2 separate regions of the Anser cygnoides genome follow, and region 2 is linked to region 1. The links are chromatin contacts, called in public Hi-C maps. All regions are on one chromosome and are shown on one strand. Each heading gives the region's core, a stretch centred on a gene start, on an enhancer-like site or on the middle of the called end of the contact. The rest is flanking DNA. Distances are from core to core; before and after follow the strand shown.

The links. A called contact is a pair of places that touch in the nucleus more often than the background predicts.
Region 2: a contact with region 1 is called in a Hi-C map of liver, with 1.8 times the contacts expected there. The contact joins two enhancer-like sites. A contact is called at or near these places in 2 of 7 Hi-C or Micro-C datasets (both in liver).

What each region holds. Positions count from the first base shown.
Region 1 is chrZ:68,862,635-68,868,479 of Taihu_goose_T2T_genome, reverse strand. No RefSeq gene overlaps it. Among named protein-coding and RNA genes, the nearest start is that of FBXO4, 46 kb to the right of the region's middle. Within about 2 kb of position 2,664, at least 3 of the 3 cell types and tissues checked have open chromatin away from gene starts, as enhancers often do. A contact at or near this core is called in liver, where this site is marked.
Region 2 is chrZ:69,098,569-69,104,413 of Taihu_goose_T2T_genome, reverse strand. It overlaps GHR (growth hormone receptor), which reads right to left. Exons shown (of 10, transcript XM_066988782.1): 4 at 2,129-2,258. Among named protein-coding and RNA genes, the nearest start is that of TRNAS-AGA, 23 kb to the left of the region's middle. Within about 2 kb of position 3,058, at least 2 of the 3 cell types and tissues checked have open chromatin away from gene starts, as enhancers often do. A contact at or near this core is called in liver, where this site is marked.

The DNA of each region.
Region 1 (5,845 bases), core at 1,415-3,914:
CCATAAAAATCTGGCTCTTGGAAACTTGTGAAAATTTTAATAAATACATCAAATCACTTAAGAAAAAGGTCACATACCCAACATCTATTACTTTCGTAAATGTATTACAACTGGGCACATGTGCAGTGTTCTGTTTTATGAACCCACATTGCTCACTCTTGCTAAAGGAGTTTGATATTTTACACTTTAATATATATATATATTTATTCAAATAAATGTTATGGTGACCAAACTGCTGCAGAATTTTTGTTTCTTTCCAGATATTTTCTGTCATCTTCATAGCTGTTCTCCAGTTGCTAGACTATGGAATATTTAAAGAGTTGTTTAGAAAAAAAAAAATCATAGAGACTGAAGTTACATGCAGCATTAAAAATATCTAAACTGATTAAAGCAAATATTTTTATAACTTTGCACTGGCCCTTGTGCTAGCCTTGAAATTTCTAAATGTGTAGACTTACTTCTTTTTCCTCCCTCATATTCATCTCCTTCTGGAAACATTTTTCCATAGGAATGCAAACAATTTTGGCAATTGCAGATAAAAAGTTGTAAAACTATAGTCATGCACACACATGCACACACACACGTTCATGAAGAACAAGGAGCGAGAAGGCAAAGACCAGAACAAAAGAGGAATATTACAGTGACTTCCTGGGAAAGAAGCCCATTTAGTTTTGAATTGTCCATCAGATAAAGACAAGATCCATCCCTCAGATATTCTAATCTATATAATTTGGGTTCTTGGAGCCATCCTCATGTGTGCCTTTATTTTAGAGACCCACATGGCAATGAGATCACTTGTGCCATTACAAGTTCTGTGCAGGCCTTAGAAAGAGACACTTAGGCTGACAGAGGAACAATTTCTAAATGATGAACAATAGAGTACAACTAACAAGCACAGAGGCATCCCTAACTGAATGTTCTTTATAAATCTATGAAAATAACTATTAAGAAAATGGGGAGTACACAGTCTCTTTCCAACAAATGCCTATGTTACCATTTTCTGCTTCAAGGTAAATAACTAAGTTTCAGTCTTAGCAAACATGCTTGCAAATATGTTCCTCATAGTTTACCACCTGCAAGCAATAGAAGGTAGCTTAATACTCTTAAATTCACGTTATCCAAACAGCTTTCTTGAAGTGCATCTCTCCATTGGTAATACATGAAAAATAAAGGTTGGTAAGCTCAGACGCGACAAATTGCACACGGAAATCAGATACTTAAAGCAACCAGTGTGAATACTCTTGATATTCCAGTATTTTTATTTACTTACTACTGTGTATCAAACACACCAGACTTTTGCAATCTCAGCTGGGGCCTGATCAGGCAGAGGCACTCTCAGCTGGTAGTAGGGACCCTGGCAGAGCGGTGCAAACAGCTATTGCAGAACTGACCTCTCAGCACTCTGCTGCACAAAGGAATGTGCCAGACAATCAAAAAAGGTATGAGCACAAGAAATCTATGTTTGAGATAAGGACAGCTTAATAGGGAGAAGGAAAAAAAAGTCATGCACAACATGATTACTCACCAAGTGACCAATGCCCAGCCAGTCCTTGAGCAACAACAGACCCCCTCAGCCAACGCCTCCCAGCTTTTATGACTGGAACATCCCTTCGGCCAGCCCGGGCCAGCTGTCCTGGCCCTGTCCCCTCCAGCTCCTGGTACACCCCCAGCTCCTCGCTGGTAGGGCCGCACGAGGAGCTGAAACGTCCTGGGCTCTGTATGCGCACTGCCCAGGAGCAGTTAACACATCAGTGTGCTATCAGCATTATTTTTGTCCTGAAACACAGCACCACACCAGCTATTATGATGAAAATTAATTCTATCCCAGCTGAAACTAGGAGAACAAGCTCAAAATTTCTCCAGACTCACCATTCTGGATTTGCTGTTTGAAAGAAAACCAAAAATTCAATACTATGTCACCAAACAAGATACCAAATCCTGGCCCTGAGATATGAGCACATACCAGCCCATGTGGTTCTTTTAAGCCCTGTATAGTATCCTGAGGTATTATTTTTTTTACATCAAAGCACCTGAAGGAATGTGAGGGTTTTACAACTAGTCAGAATGGTGTTTTCATCTATGGTGTCATCATCTATGATGATTCTATTCTATGATTCATAACAGGAAACCGAAAGTATGTGCTGAATACCTCTAAGTATGGACTGTCCTGTGAGACTGGGACAGTGGATAGAGAGATGGTGTTAGAGAGCAATGTAGTGTAGCTATTTCCATACTGCCTACTGAGCATGGTCTTGGTACATGCAAACATTTTAACTGATCCTGGACTAGTTGGCATAGGCTAGTGAACAGACAGAGTAGCCGAAGACTAGTTAGCACAGACATAACTATCCTGGGTCATTTGCTAGCAACTAAGCAATGTGGACCATCAGTGATCCAGTGCTCATTTTTCCTCCCTGATAATTTCATTTAGCAATATATATAGTCAATATGCATGCTGAGGCAAACTCAGCAGAACACTGTTTTTATCTGGTAGGTAAATTATTGTTTCTGTGGTTGTTTACTGCCATGGAGGCATGCTGCTTCTGTAAAGAAGCCAATGTCCCAGTTACTCTCTTTCCAAACTGCAACTCCAAGGCTGGGAAACAGCAATAGTCATGCACTAAGTTTGGTATCTCAGTTTCTTTAAACCTTTGACTCACACGTTGGCAACTGCACAAAGTTACACCCCTCACTATTTATCAGAAGACAAATATCACTGCTTGTAACCACTGAACATCAAAGACACAGACTGCTATGCAGTGTTAGTAACACGCCAGACTGCACACGTGCACCTTAACTAGATTCATCAGTAGGTCGATGTTATCATTTATGGGACTAATGGGTTGAAATTCAGTTAATCACCTCACGTTACCTCATTTGGATCACCTCCATACACTCCAAAAGAGTAAAAGCTATGAGGTATTTCTTTAACTATATGGTCATGTATCTCTCTGTATATCTATCTTATGTGAAATTGTTCATGCTCTATGACTCACTTTAAGGAAAACAACTACCCTGTGAATTTTCTTTTCTGTATGGAGAATCGTGGTTAATCTTCACTAACTTGAAAATCTATGATTGATTTAACTTCTTAAAATATTTTTAATTCTGTGCTCATTTTCAACTTAGTATTACTCAAAGCCACTTTGAAAATATATCCTCTGCAATGGATGAAGGACTGTAAAATATAATAATGCATGAAAAGTGCTGATTCATCCAAAGTTTTACTGTTAGTAGTACTTCATAAAGACAGTAAATCATATATGAAGTACACATGCAAAATGGCTCATCAGAAAACCTTAAATTTTTCTGAACAAGCTGATATCTTAAAGGATCTGAAGAGGCAACTTAAGTATAAGACATACATAAACCCTTCAGAAAAATTTAAATATAATGAATATACATGTCAAAGGGAATGTAGCTGGCTTAATCATAACTCAACACTTAGTCAAGGTTTCCTGATTTTTTTGACAAAGCATCTCTAGAAAATGTTTATGTATCTCCTAATAGCTCCAATTCATGAAATTCATTTTTTTTGCTGACAAGATGGACAGTATTACTAAAAGCAGCGAACTTGATTAGCTGTGAAGATTACTTATGTTTGTATTTTTTTCCTAGAGGAAAAAAAAAAAGGAAAAAAGAAAAAGAAAAAAATCACTCCCCAAGAACTACAAAAATACAAATAACATTTTAAAAGAGCCTTTAGAAGTAAAGGTATATTGGTCATAATCCTTGCTCCTCCAGTGTTAGCCTGCTAATATTCAGGAAAAGAAGACAAAGGCAAAACTTTAATTCTGTTGTACATTGCCAAGAGTAAAATTTAACTATATCTTTATCAGAAAGCCCGCAGGATATACTCTGCTGCTAAGATAACATTGTCAGAATAACTTGAACTTTCAGCTCTTTCAAATTTTTTCAGTGATTTTTTTTTTCAATCTTACCGTCCTTATAAAAATACATCATTGTGTGTGGTCCCCAGTATTCCACACCAGTGCATTCTCCATAGCCATTGCTAATGCAAATCAGCTTATTAAAAAGGCCTAATTTTTTCTGTAAATATAAGCATGGGGGATGCTCTTGGCCTACAATGTAGGCAGGTAATTCATGCTCATCAAGACGCATGCTGTGCTTTCCTTATTTTTACCTACTCATTTGTCAGCCTTTATGGCACCCAGAAATTTCACTTCTCAATTCCTGCTGCGTGACAGCTTTTAACACAAAGCTGCTCTCATATGCCGCAGCTTTATGTCCAACAAGCACAATATAAGACCCTTGAATTCTAGTAAAATATTGAACCAAGGGATGACTCAGTTTTCCCCTGAATTCTTGTGAAATAATCCTGGAATAATCTGTTAAGACTACAAGCACATTTCATCAGTAGGTATCATGCTCCTTTTATCTGGAAGGAACTGATTTGTACTACCAGTTGTTAATACATCACTGCTGTGATCAGTAGGATATAATTTCATTTGATGCAAAAGACGTGAAAGTCATAGCAAAGCATACCCATCACGCTGACATTTCTAAGGGAATACAGAGACAGTACAAAGGTTTGATATGTAAGGAATCGTTGTCATCTCAAGGTGTGACCAACCATTCTCCAGCAGTCTAGAAAAAGGGTTCAGGTTTTTTTTTCAAGCTCCTCGGCTGGAAGATAGTGTAGAGAGAAGGTTCCAGGGCCATGCATGAGAGCTTAAATGAACCAAATGTTGGTCCCAGTCTGCAATGTTATTTATATGCAATAATGGTCAAGGACTATCCTTTGTTGCTCCGTACTTTCTTCATGCCTGATCATACTTTTTCTACATGATCTTTCCTTGCTCTCTGAAATATATTAATTCCCTGCTCTCCCCATGTTTTTTGTCAGGAAGAACTGTTGCTTCATTCTAGCTGTAATTGTTAATTAAGTTATTAACTTATGCACAACATGGCTATGCAAATTGCAAGTTCCCAGTGAATTTTATGAAAATGAAAACTAGAAGAGTTAATCAGATATAAACCTACATACTAACAGCATCAGAAAGGATAGCCAGCTATTTGTATTTACATGTAAACAGTAGAATGAAAACAAAATTTTATGTTTTAAAATCTTAATACCCTATAGTACAAAATATATTAATGTAGGAAGATACTTGTATTTTATATTATAATAAGTTGAACAGTGATGAGTTGGAAAAACAGGGCAAAGGTATATTTGCTTCATCTAAATGATACATTAAGTAAACTAAAGCAGACAAAACAAATAGTCTGGTAAAATGTTTACTGTGGGTCTAGAAGTAACTACAACTGCAAATAGGCACAGTCTTTGTTTGTGGTGAATCACTAATAAAAATAACATTTAGTTAATGATAAAAGGTTTGGAGATCAGTAAAGACTGATCTGACATTAACTGTTGTTCAAATTTTCAGTTAGTGAGGGTCTCCCATCTCTCAAAGCTGTTGAGGATGCATTAAACCTCAAAAAAAGAATAGAAAAATGAAATTATCAATAAAATTCTCTGGAAGCTTAACAAAGACATTTAAATACCTCCAGATTAAAAACTTAAGGAACTACATTCCTGAGTGTAAACTATCGCAAGAGACGTAATACGATCCTTCCCAATATCAGCTTTTGAATCCAGAATATTTAAAATTCTGCCCAGTCATCCAGGAGACTACATTTCCCAGAAAAAATAACATAGAAATCTAAAGTGCCAGGAATTGGGTCCAGAGGCTGGATTTCTTTATTTGCTGAGAGAATAAAGTCTTGTCAAAAATAAGGACAACAAAAGACATTAACCTGATGAGTGGGTAGGCAAGAGGGAAAAGAAAATAAAGGAATTAATGATAGGAGATGGTAAAATAAA
Region 2 (5,845 bases), core at 1,809-4,308, 240 kb before region 1:
ACCTAAATGATGAGATCTGAAACATTGAAAGCCAGTCTTTAAGGCAGATCAGTGCTGCACCACCTGCAAGGCTGAGGAGAGGGAACCTCTGCAGGGGAACCGAAAGGGAATGTAGGCACTGGGGCACTGACTACTCCAATGGGAAAGTGCCCAAGGGCAAATGCTGGAGGAGACCTGGCACAAAACAATCCAGAACTGCGGGATGTGAAAGAAAGGAAGAGAAATACAGTGCTGGGAGCGAGGAAGGGCTAAATTTCTTGGGATACAGAACTTCTAAAACACAGGGTTGGAAGTACTAGCAATGAAACCACTGATGGTTTTCCGTTCTGACTTTGTTCAAAAATTTACAAATGTTCTCTGTAAATAAAAGAATTGCAGCAGGAAACATAATATTCATATATATCATTTCATCTCTTAAACAAAGAGAAATCAGCAGAGTTATATAGAATGGGATGAATTCTCAGACTGTGAAACACAGATCCCTGTGTAGGGTCACACAACCAAACTGGAACAAACGAGCAGGTCCAAACCCCCAAAATTATTTATTTAAAGCAAAATGGGAACAACCATATTATTAGAAATATTCTACAGGAAAAGCATCAGATACTCGGTATTTCTGAAGTATTCAGATATTCATTATTTCTGAAGTCATTTTAGGAAAACATATCTCATAGTGAACAGATCTTCTGTTCTGAGTAGGGATCTTTTCAGAAATTATAGTCTTGGTTTGCTAAAAACATCATGTAAATGCCTTTTCTTACTAAGAGCTGTTCAAACTATACAGAAGAGGGATTAGGCTAAAACAATTATTCCAAGTGCATCCTTCAATGATGGAGTGGGTGCTTAAGAAGTAAAAAAGGCAGATGCTACATAAATGGAATGAGGAGCATTTCTGCCAATAGGCAAGGGTCTTGTATTCAGCTGATGAGACCAGACAGGTTTCTAAAGGAAATGCTCCTGGCAAAGTCAGGACTTGATAAAGGTCTACGAGGTCAGATAATATGGCTTAACTTAAGCAGGAGATTGTGTTAGCTGATGTAGTTCAGTCCTGAGCCTTAAATATTGCTTGCATATTGAAACAGAAATAATTTTAATGTGGTTGTTCAGTTCACATCTGTTATTGCAGTATACTAATTTTTTCTAGGCCAAGATGAAATATATGATCTGTTCAATGTATGTGGTACTTCTTTGTTGTACGTCTAATTTTTGAAGTTTGTGCTTTTGGTGCATGCCACTAACAACTGTCAGCTCAACATTTACATTTAAATAGTCGTTTTAACTTGGATCCCTGTATTTCTGAGCACTCTGCGAAAAGTGGTTAGAAAACAAGCCTAGCCATTAAGCTTGTTTCCTAAGCAAATGTATCATCACCTGTAGGAAGTGTCTGTAGATCAAAAGGTTGAAAACCAGTACATTAGATGTAACAGGAACGCACACTCTCCTCCTATTCCTGTGAACAAAAGGCTTTTGTTTCCTAAATAGCCATTACTGGGTAACATGGTAACGTGCATGTTCTCTTTTCAGCTAATCATTCTAACAACCTGAAAATTACAAAAGCTTAAGTGAAATATGAATCTGAATCCAATAGGTCTCAGTGAAACATAATCCCCAGACTCTGAGCAGGCTTTTTACCTGGACCTGCACATTCAGCCTTCAATCTAGCAATTGATCAATTAAGGTTTTATGTAACTTTAATAACAATTCAAAGGGGCTTGTATTCAAACTGTTCTTCTGTACACACACATAATGAATCTCACAGCTGCTATTAAATTGATAAGGAATAAACCGAAGTTCCCCATTAAAAACTCCTTTCCAGAGCAATAAACCGAAGTTCCCCATTAAAAACTCCTTTCCAAAGCCCTACAGTGTTCAACTTCAGATTCTGAAATCTGGACCTATATTTGGTAGGAATGTGTTATAAATTGTCTCCCAAGTAATGCTTGTGACTGCATAACGCTTAGCAAACAAATGTGACATTGAAAAATATGCACCTAAAACACAATTTTATGCCCTTAAAAACATTCTGGTTCATATCACATATCACTTCTCATCAATGAGGTAACAGGAATATGAGAGTATATGACTTCTCTCTCTTTTCCTCTTTCTTCCACTGTTTCCGTATTATTACCTTTTCATGTATAACAGTTGTATTGTTCCTGGAGCAGTGAGGTTATACAAATTTCCATCAGTCCAATAACATGAAAATGTCTCCAGTTCAGGTGATCTGCACTTGCTGATTTGTGGCCACCGTAGAAGATCTGTCAAGAAAAATGGCAGGAGACAGAATGAGACAAAATAAAGAAATCCACAAGCCAGACTAATGCACTGTTAAAATGAAATTCAGCATTTTTTATAAGTAATTAACTTTTCTTTCAATTGCCAATGTACAATGAGGCAAGATATAAGTTCCGCCAAATTTGAAAGATGGGTCAAGCTCTCTTTTCTGTGTGTGAAAATGTTATTCCCACAGCCTGACACCAAGAGTGGGGATAAGCCAATGCTGGAGCTGTAGTTCAGTGCAGATAGACCTGAATTAGCCCTGCACTTTTTTTAAGGAAACTGTGGTACTGCAGAGCTCAGTATTAGACTAACCGCAGCTCTGTATTCACCCAACTGAGCAGTTTTGCAATGTGTCAGGGCCCGTAGTGTTAACATTAGAATTGCTACCTTGAACTGAGTTAAGGTTTGTGTATGTTACGTTGTGTAGATATAACCTTGGTCTGACAGAGATAAGGGCAGCTCTAAGCATGTGCCTGTTCTGCCACATGCTGTTTTGATACTCATCTTTTCTATTCTTTGTCAAAACTGAAGTGATGTAGATCCACGAAACAACTAGTGCAATTAGTCAGCCTTGTCAGCCCCGCGAAAAAAATAAAAACAGAAGTTGTGGGTATGATTCACTGCTTATAAAGTTAAGTATGTAACTTCTTTCCTGATTTTTCAGGGTCTAATCAAGCTGTCATTCTAAAATGCCAGCATTTCCTACTTGGCCTGTAAAGCTTTCCAGAGGGAGATGCATATGGAGGTGTCTACCTCTCTTCACTTACTATCTGGGAAATATGATAATCTACTTAAGAAAATTTCTCTATTGTGCACCTAAAATTTGGGTGTTAGTCAGGTATTTATGACAGGTGAAATGACCCCTAGCCAGAGGACAACACAATGCTACTGGAGTCTGCATGGGAAGCTCTGCAGAAATATTTTTGCAGCATCACAGCTGTAAATATTTGGTACAAAAGATTTATCCTCAAAGTTGAGAAAGCACTAAGGTACAGACATCCAGCAGATGCATCCTCCTACGCACGGGGATTTTGTAGCCTTCTTGAACATTAGCTCCTTTATTTACAGCTCAGATAGACGCAGACACTGAATGCCGAAGTAATTTGTATTTCTTTGGCTTATTGGTTTAAATCGTGTCCTCTACATTCTTCACTGATGAGTGTCTATATCAGGCAGTAACTAAAACATGAATATTACGCATTTCTGTTCTCCTCACCCCATACCATTGCCTCATTTCACACTTTGGACATTGAACAAGGCCTGAACTCATGAGTGTAAATAAGAGGTTTCATAAGTCTATATTGACCTATCCACCCCCTTTTCCCCCCCAGTTTGAAATTCTTCTTGCCAACCTAAAATAACTGCTGTTTGATTAAAGAGATTTAAATAGAAATGTTTTTTTTTCCTTAGTCAGCAATTTCCATTTTAGTGAATTTCAAAGAAATTTAATCTTTTAAGTTGAAAGACATTTTCAAATGAAATGTTGCAGCAAAAGGAAAAAAATCAAACTTCTTTTTCAGAAAATATTGAAATTACACATTCAGGCATGGCACCTGATTTTGCATGGTATGGTATTCAGTATTTGATGGCTTTGGCATATATCCCAAAATGCTTTTGGTTGATCTTGATCTGAATTTTTAGACAGTTTCACATCATTCATCAAAAAATCTTCACCTGGCAGAAATCCTCATTAACCCATGACCATGACATTGCAAACTATTATAACATAGATCTAAAATAAAATAGAATATGAGATTTAAGAACAGTATTGTATTTATATTTTCTTTATTCATCATAGTTTCAACTTTCAAACTTTAACTTTAATTTACATTAAATTTAGTATTTTTTCTGTAACTTAGTGAAAACTCAAGTCATTGTTTAAAAACAAAGCAAAGAAAAATAAATGAAATTTTGTGCCTCTGCTTCAGAGACACGAGTAAAATTGCCTCAATTGCATAATACCTATAATCAACAAGACACGACTCTCCCTCTTTCTATAAACAGTGTGCAAGGAAGTACATGTTATGGCTTTTCCTGTTTCTATCCTCAGCTATGTGAATTAAGAATAAATATAGCTAGTTTCACTGAAACAGGTATAAGAATTTAAGAAAATGATATACTGGAAAACCCTCCTAAGTTAGAGTACTTCTGTTGATGCCTGCATTTATTTATAACTAGAACTTACAATATTTACAGCTCATGCAGACCATGTCCTCATCTCTAGGACAGGAATAGAAAAAGTCACACAGTAACTTCCTATCATGACCAAATTAATTGAATGGAATCGAAACATTTTGAGATGTCCAGCAGGCTCTTACGTATAGACACTGCTGTATCTTAGAATTCTGTTCTATTTATCACCTTTACATAGAAGCTAAATTAAGGACTATGAGGCATACAAACTCTTCTAAGAAAATGGGCAATAATGCAGCTAGAAGTGCCGCTGGTTGCAATGGACAGGATTAGCGCACAAAGAATGCAGATTGAGACTTGGTCTCTTATACCCTAAATTCAGAGGAATGTATTCTTAAGGCCCCACTTTCTATTCCACTCTCTTGAGACAGGATTTAACACTTTATCTCGCAAGTGTTCCTTCAACATGCACAAGAATTTTTGAGCACTGAACAGGTTTGTCTAGGATTCATATACTATTGGTTTATTGGTTTGTAATTCCTATTTTTGTTCCCTTATGACCAGTTCCATTTGTAACAAAAATGATCTTCTGATTGATCACTTCCAATTTCTGTGTCGAGTTTCCATCCTTCAAAGCCACATTTTTTCTGTGCCTGACTGATGAAAACCTTGTAATATTTTCTTGTGTAATGCTTGGCACTCTTGGGGTAGATCTCCTGAATTTCTTGTTTTTATGATCAACATTGTACAGGACACTGTGTGAGCTCCATCTCCTGAACAAACTGTACCAGACTGTGATAAATGAACACAATAGCTCAGCTGAATGCATTTAGGCATAAAGGCAGCAGGCTACTGAAAGTAAAGGATGTCAAACTGAGACTTAAAATAGACTAGGAAAGCAAAATGTAAGACGGAAACATACTTGCTCTTTTCATACCTGATCCAATAAGTTATGGTCAAATTGTCATGAACAAAACCACTCACCTCATTCAAGATAATGCTTGGCTAAATACATATATTCAGCAGCAGAAAACATGGAGGAAAGCTAGTAAATCTGTGGCTTCCACTGTGACTACAAAGAAAGTTTGGTACTAAAGTTCCTAGTCCCGCCCCAGGGTTTAGTTGAAATGTTCAGCTACCGGAGCTGAGCTGTGGAAGAGTAAAATCACTTTGCATTCTGCTTTCGTTCTGTTATGACCACAGATTAGCCATGGTATAAACTCTGGCTCAGCTAGAAGAACCTGTGCCAAAACAGAAGCTGAAACAGTAGTGCGGTTTACGGAAAGAATCAGGAACGCAGATGTGCCATCTCTTTTACTTACATTTCTTTATAGGTCACCAGATGGCAGTTTTCCATTTAGTGTAGTTCCAATGCTATGTACACTTTAATGATTTAAAAGGGAGTGTGATACAGAAACAGCTTACTGAAAGT